Regions from separate parts of the Bos taurus genome. Here region 1 is linked to region 2. The links are chromatin contacts, called in public Hi-C maps. All regions are on one chromosome and are shown on one strand. Each heading gives the region's core, a stretch centred on a gene start, on an enhancer-like site or on the middle of the called end of the contact. The rest is flanking DNA. Distances are from core to core; before and after follow the strand shown. Region 1 holds the start of EPHA1 (EPH receptor A1). Region 2 holds the start of TAS2R40 (taste 2 receptor member 40).

Evidence for each region. A called contact is a pair of places that touch in the nucleus more often than the background predicts.
Region 1: a Hi-C map of an unstated tissue shows a contact between it and region 2, with 4 times the contacts expected there. The contact joins the promoter of EPHA1 here to the promoter of TAS2R40 in region 2. A contact is called at or near these places in 4 of 11 Hi-C or Micro-C datasets (blood, liver, skin fibroblasts and 1 more).

Annotation. Positions count from the first base shown.
Region 1 is chr4:106,803,027-106,805,726 of ARS-UCD2.0, forward strand. It overlaps EPHA1 (EPH receptor A1), which reads right to left and starts at 1,288. Exons shown (of 18, transcript NM_001144095.1): 1 at 1,161-1,288; 2 at 86-153. The coding sequence starts at 1,248.
Region 2 is chr4:106,630,310-106,633,009 of ARS-UCD2.0, forward strand. TAS2R40 (taste 2 receptor member 40) reads left to right here and starts at 1,311. Exons shown (of 3, transcript XM_010804639.4): 1 at 1,311-1,474; 2 at 1,476-2,097; 3 at 2,099-2,373. The coding sequence starts at 1,311. The coding sequence ends at 2,266.

The sequences.
Region 1 (2,700 bases), core at 38-2,537, 170 kb after region 2:
TCCAGTTTTTCCAGCTCTTTTCTCTGCTCCTCCACCCACCTCACCATTCAGCCTTGAGCCACCCCAGATGCCCCCTGACACTCACCCCATCCTCTGGGGGATCCAGGAGCCAGCCCAGCTCTTCCTGTGCCATGCTAGTATCCATTAGAGTGACTGAAGGTGGAGAGAAAGGGGGCTGTCATCTCTGGGGGAGGCCCCACACGTGCAACTCACATTCCTCCTCCTGGGCCCGTAGCCCTGAGGCTTCAGCATCCTGTACCCTCACAGCTGTGAGTTCCTGAGGTTTAGGGGATGAAAACCTCCCCGGAAGGAGGATTGAAGAAGAGCTCCAGGGCTTAGACTGTCTTCCTCCCGAGTGTGAAGGGAGAAAGGCAGAGTGGGGCAAGGGTTGGAGGGCTGAACCTTTGGCCAAAGTCAACGGCAGGAAGAGCAGTCCCAGAGACACTGAGCAGCCTCTCACTCGGTAGGGACCATCAGGTGTAGAAATGGAGGGGCCGGTGGACAAGAGAGGAGCTTGGCTGCTGGGGGTCGTTGAGTGGGTAGGATGTGGACAGGGGACTCTGGAGGGGCATCCTGGGTGGGGAGGCTGCCTTCCCCTGGCAAAGGGCCTGGCCTGCCCGTCATTGAGGTGGTGGAGTGGGGGTACAGGCACAGCCAAGAGTCTGGGAAGCGGGGATAGCAGGATCACAGAGCATGCAAGTGTCCACAGGAAAGGCTTGACCTCTGCAGCCAGGAGCCCCTGCACCTAACCCACCCCCAGCTGCAGGTCCCTCTGTCCCCGGGCTTAAGATGGCATAAGGGCACTTCCACCTCCGACTTCCAAAGGTTCAGATCTCTGGGTTGGGAGCCTGAGGCTGGGACTGCTTGGGAATGGAGAGTCCCCAAGATTGCTGGGATGGGAGGCTGCTTCCAGCAGAAACTCACTCTCCACCCCAACCCCACCCAGGAGCAAACTGCTGGCCAGCAGGGAAAGGGGTGAGTGACCCGGGAAAGCAGCTGTTTGGGGTTAAAGGCCAAAGACTGGCCTGGCCAGTCGATCGCCTGGCAGCCGGGCAAAACGAGAGCGCTGGAGAGGGGCTGCGAGGAGAGGGCCTCTCTGGAATGCCGGCTCCCAGGGGAGGAGGGGGTGGGGCGGGGCGGGGCGGGGCGGGGGTCTGTACCTTCCTCGGCGCGCGCCCCCGGGGGCAGCGGGGCGCAGAGCAGCAGCAGCAGCAGCAGCCCGAGCCCCAGGGGCCAGCGCCGCTCCATGGCGCTGGGCCGGGACCTGGGACCGCGGACCGGATGGCGGGGCCAGGTCGCGAGAACTGGGCTAGCCGGGCCGGCCGGGCCGGGGCGGGGAGGGGGCGGGGCCAGCGCCCGGGGCGGAGTCCCGGCCTCACCTGGATCACCTTCTTAAAGGGACAGGAGGGCAGGAAGGAAACTTGTAAAACAGGCCATAAACTTCAAAAAAACCGGAGGCGCCTTGACCGGAACGAGACTGCGGGCGCCGCCTAGTGGGTGGGATTGGGAATCGACTTGGCTCCGTGCTCCTTTGGACCCTAAACCCATCCCTGTCTCCAACCGGCCTTTGGCCTAACTACAGCCTGGTGTCCCCTCCCTTCTCTCTTTCTTCAGGGCCCAGCGCTGTAATAGACACCGGCAGGGGGAAAGCAGGGTAAAGAGACGCGTCTTGATGTTCCCGTCGGGGAGGCTTAGGTGACCATCTTGCAAGGCGAGGTTGGTTGGAAGCAAGTCCGGGCGGGGGCTCGGTAGGTGAGTCTTGAGGGAGGAGACTTGGGTGAGCTGGGTTTTCTGGGTGGCAGAGATTGGGCAAGGCATGAGCGATGGCCCGAGGGCAGGGAGCCTCAAGGTGCCTCTGGGAGTGGTAAGGGACCAGTCTGACTGCTGGGTTCAGGACTCTCGTCCTGGGAACCAGGCGGGAAAGGCAGGTGTGGGCCCAGGCAGGGAAGGTCTTGGTAAACGCGTGGAGTTTGCACGTTGCCGTGCACTTTACAGAGCGATGGGAGAAACTGGTGAGGGCTTCTGAACGCCAGTGGTAACAGGAGCTACTGGTGTAGACCCACGGCCCTCTCCCCTGTCGGAGACTTTGTTGTTTTAGTTGCTCAGTCGTGTCCCACTCTTTGCGACCCCACGGACTGTAGTTTGCCAGGCTCCTCTGTCCCTGGGATTTCTCAGGCAAGAATACTTGAGCGGGTTGTCATTTCCTTCTCCAGGGGATCTTCCCTACCCAGGGATCAAACCCTCATCTCCTGCATTGGCAGGCGAATTCTTTACCACTGAGCCACCTGGGAAGCCCCTGTTGGAGAGTGCCTCCCAGTATATTCAATACATGTTTCTTCAGTTTCCACTCTGCTTGCGAGCAAGCTCTGAAAGCTTCAAAAAAGAATCCTTGCTCTAAACAAACTATTGTCTGAGGAGTGTTTGCAGGGGCTGGGGCATAAAGCAAGAGCAGAGATGGCTAAAGTGACAGACAGGAGGCACACATTAGGGGTGACAGTGGCTCCAAAGGGAGTGATCACCTACTGAGGACCGGTGGTCAGTCCATGCCTGGGGCCTCTCCTTCCTGCAGCCCTCTCTGGCTCCATCTCATCTGGCTGACTCATTCATAGTTTTTCTATCATTTGAATTGTTGCATGTTTTGGTCACCATGGGGGGAAGGGAGGTGGTGCATTTTAGGTGCTTATTTTGTTTCAAAAAACT
Region 2 (2,700 bases), core at 61-2,560:
TTTTATTATATTATACTTTATAGTATATTTTATTGATTTATGTATTTATGAAAGTCAAGGTATTAGTTGCTGAGTCACATCCAACTCTTTGAAATCCCATGGACTATAGCCCACCAGGCCCCTCTGTCCATGGGATTCTTCAGGCAAGAATACTGGGGTGGGTAGACACTGTCTTCTCCAGGGGATCTTCCCAACCCAGGATCAAACCTGGGTCTCCCACATTGCAGGCAGATTCCTTACTGTCTGAGTCCCCAGGGAAGCCCATATATATTTATAAATATTTCATATTTTATACACATACATATGTTCCAGAGTTCATTCTGTTACACAGCCAGGACAACAAAGTAGGGAATTAAATTTCAAGTAATAATGTTTTGTCACATTTTCCAACTTTAACACTATTTTCACAACACTCTGAAGGCTTCCTGGGCTAACTCTACCTGATTCTAGACACAAATAGTGACATGGATCTTGGTAAATTAGAACTGGTGATAAACACACAAACAATGAAAACTGTCACATAGGAGTTTTTGTCTCTAACCCAAATGACATCCAATTTTGGCTTTTCTGAGTACTGTTTGAGGACACTATAATAGCTAGCTTTTCTGAAAGAAACTTGATTGTAAGTAAAAATTATCAGATATGAGCCGATGGGAAATTCTGACTCATAACCTAACCACAGGAAAAAAGTCTCTCCCCAAGTAAAGGAGTTAACAAAGGAAGCAGGAGAAGGCAGATCAAAAGAATCTGTTCGCATTTTCATGGATAATTCAGCAGGTAACAAGTCTTGTGAGATAAGGAAAAGAGACTGTGATTCCTAAACTGGGACTCTTGCCCTGTGAAGTCAGTAAAATATGGACTTAAATGAGATAGGTAGGTTGGAGATGAAAATGGCAACCCACTCCAGTATTCTTGCCTGGGAAATCTCACGTACAGAGGAGCTTGGCAGGCGACAGGCCATGAGGTCACAAAGAGTCGGGCACAACTGATTGACTAAGAAACAACAAAGGTAGTAAGGTAGGAGGGTGCTGGGATAGGAGCCTGTCTAAATTTTTTTTTTTCCCAGTGAGCTCCTGAAAGCCCAAGACAAATGGGTCTTGATGAAAAATGGAGACAGTCGGCAACCAGATCCTCTCATCATTTGCATCTCAAGCCTCTAACTTGTGGTCACGTGACAAGCAAATGAAGAAAAATTGGCAATAACCATTAACTGGAAAGAAAAAAACATAATTACACTGAGTCAGGATCAGACAGTTGCAGAGAAGGTACCAGTTCTTCAGGCAGAAATCTGAACATCAGAGCCAAAGAGAATGGTGACGGTGAACACAGATGCAATGGATAAAGACACGACCAGGTTTAAGATCGTCTTCACCTTGGTGGTCTCTGCAATAGAGTGCCTCATTGGCATTGCTGGGAATGGCCTCATCACCGTCATCCATGGAGCCGAGTGGGTCAGAGGCAAAAGACTCCCCATTGGACTGCATTCTGCTCATGCTGAGCTTTTCCAGGCTCTTGCTACAGATTTGGATGATGCTGGAAAACACGTACAGTCTGCTGTTCTGGGTCATCTACAATGAAAAAAGAGTATACATACTTTTCAAAACCATCATCATGTTTCTGAACTACTCCAACCTCTGGCTTGCTGCCTGGCTCAATATCTTCTATTGTCTTAGAATCGCAAGCTTTACTCACCCGTGGTTCTCCGTGATGAAAAGGAAGGTCATGTGGCTGATGCCTGGGCTTGTGAGGCTGTCCTTGTTCTTCTCCTTTTGCTCCAGCTTTCCCTTCTCTAAAGGTATATTCAACGTGTATGTGAACAATTCCGTCCCCATCCCCTCCTCCAACTCCACTGAGAAGGTGTACTTCTCCGAGACCAACATGGGCAACTTGGTTACCACCCTTTACCTGGGGATCTTCATCCCTCTGATCATGTCTATGCTGGTGGCCACCCTGCTGATCATCTCTCTCAAAAGACACACCTTCCACATGAAAAGCAATGCCACTGGCTCCAGGGACCCCAGCATGGAGGCTCACCTGGGGGCCATCAGAGCCATCAGCTATTTTCTCATTTTCTACATTCTCAATGCAGTTGCTCTGTTTTTTTTCCATATCCAACATCTTTGCCGCCAACAGCTCCTGGAATATTTTATGCAAAATCATCATGGCTGCCTACCCTGCTGGCCACTCAGTGCTACTGATCTTGGGCAACCCTGGGCTGAAAAGGGCATGGAAGCAGTTTCAGCACCAAGTTCATCTCTACCTGTAAGGGCAAACCCACAGGGGACCACAGGATCTGCTCCAATCAAGCTCTGACTTCTCCTCTCCTTGACCTCTTTCCCCACCCATCTTTTCTTCCCTAATCTGCTCTGACACTTCTCAGGTAACTGGATTCATTCATGAATGTGAAGCTGAATTTTTTCACTTGAGATTCTAAGTAGAAGTAGCTAAACCACTCTAAGATGGATTTATGAAAGCTCCTTAATCTATGGTCATTTGCATGCTGTCCTTAGATCTTCTCTGCTTCCTCCCCCACTGAACCTTAAGGAGAGGGTGACCAGATATTTCTGTTTGCCTGGGATGAGCTCTGTTTGCGCCTGTTGGCAGTTTTCATCCTTTCATTTCCAAGGATAGCTTGGTCTGGATGAAAAATTATATGGTCACCCTACTTAAGGAACCCTACTAACCCAGAGTCAAGAAAAA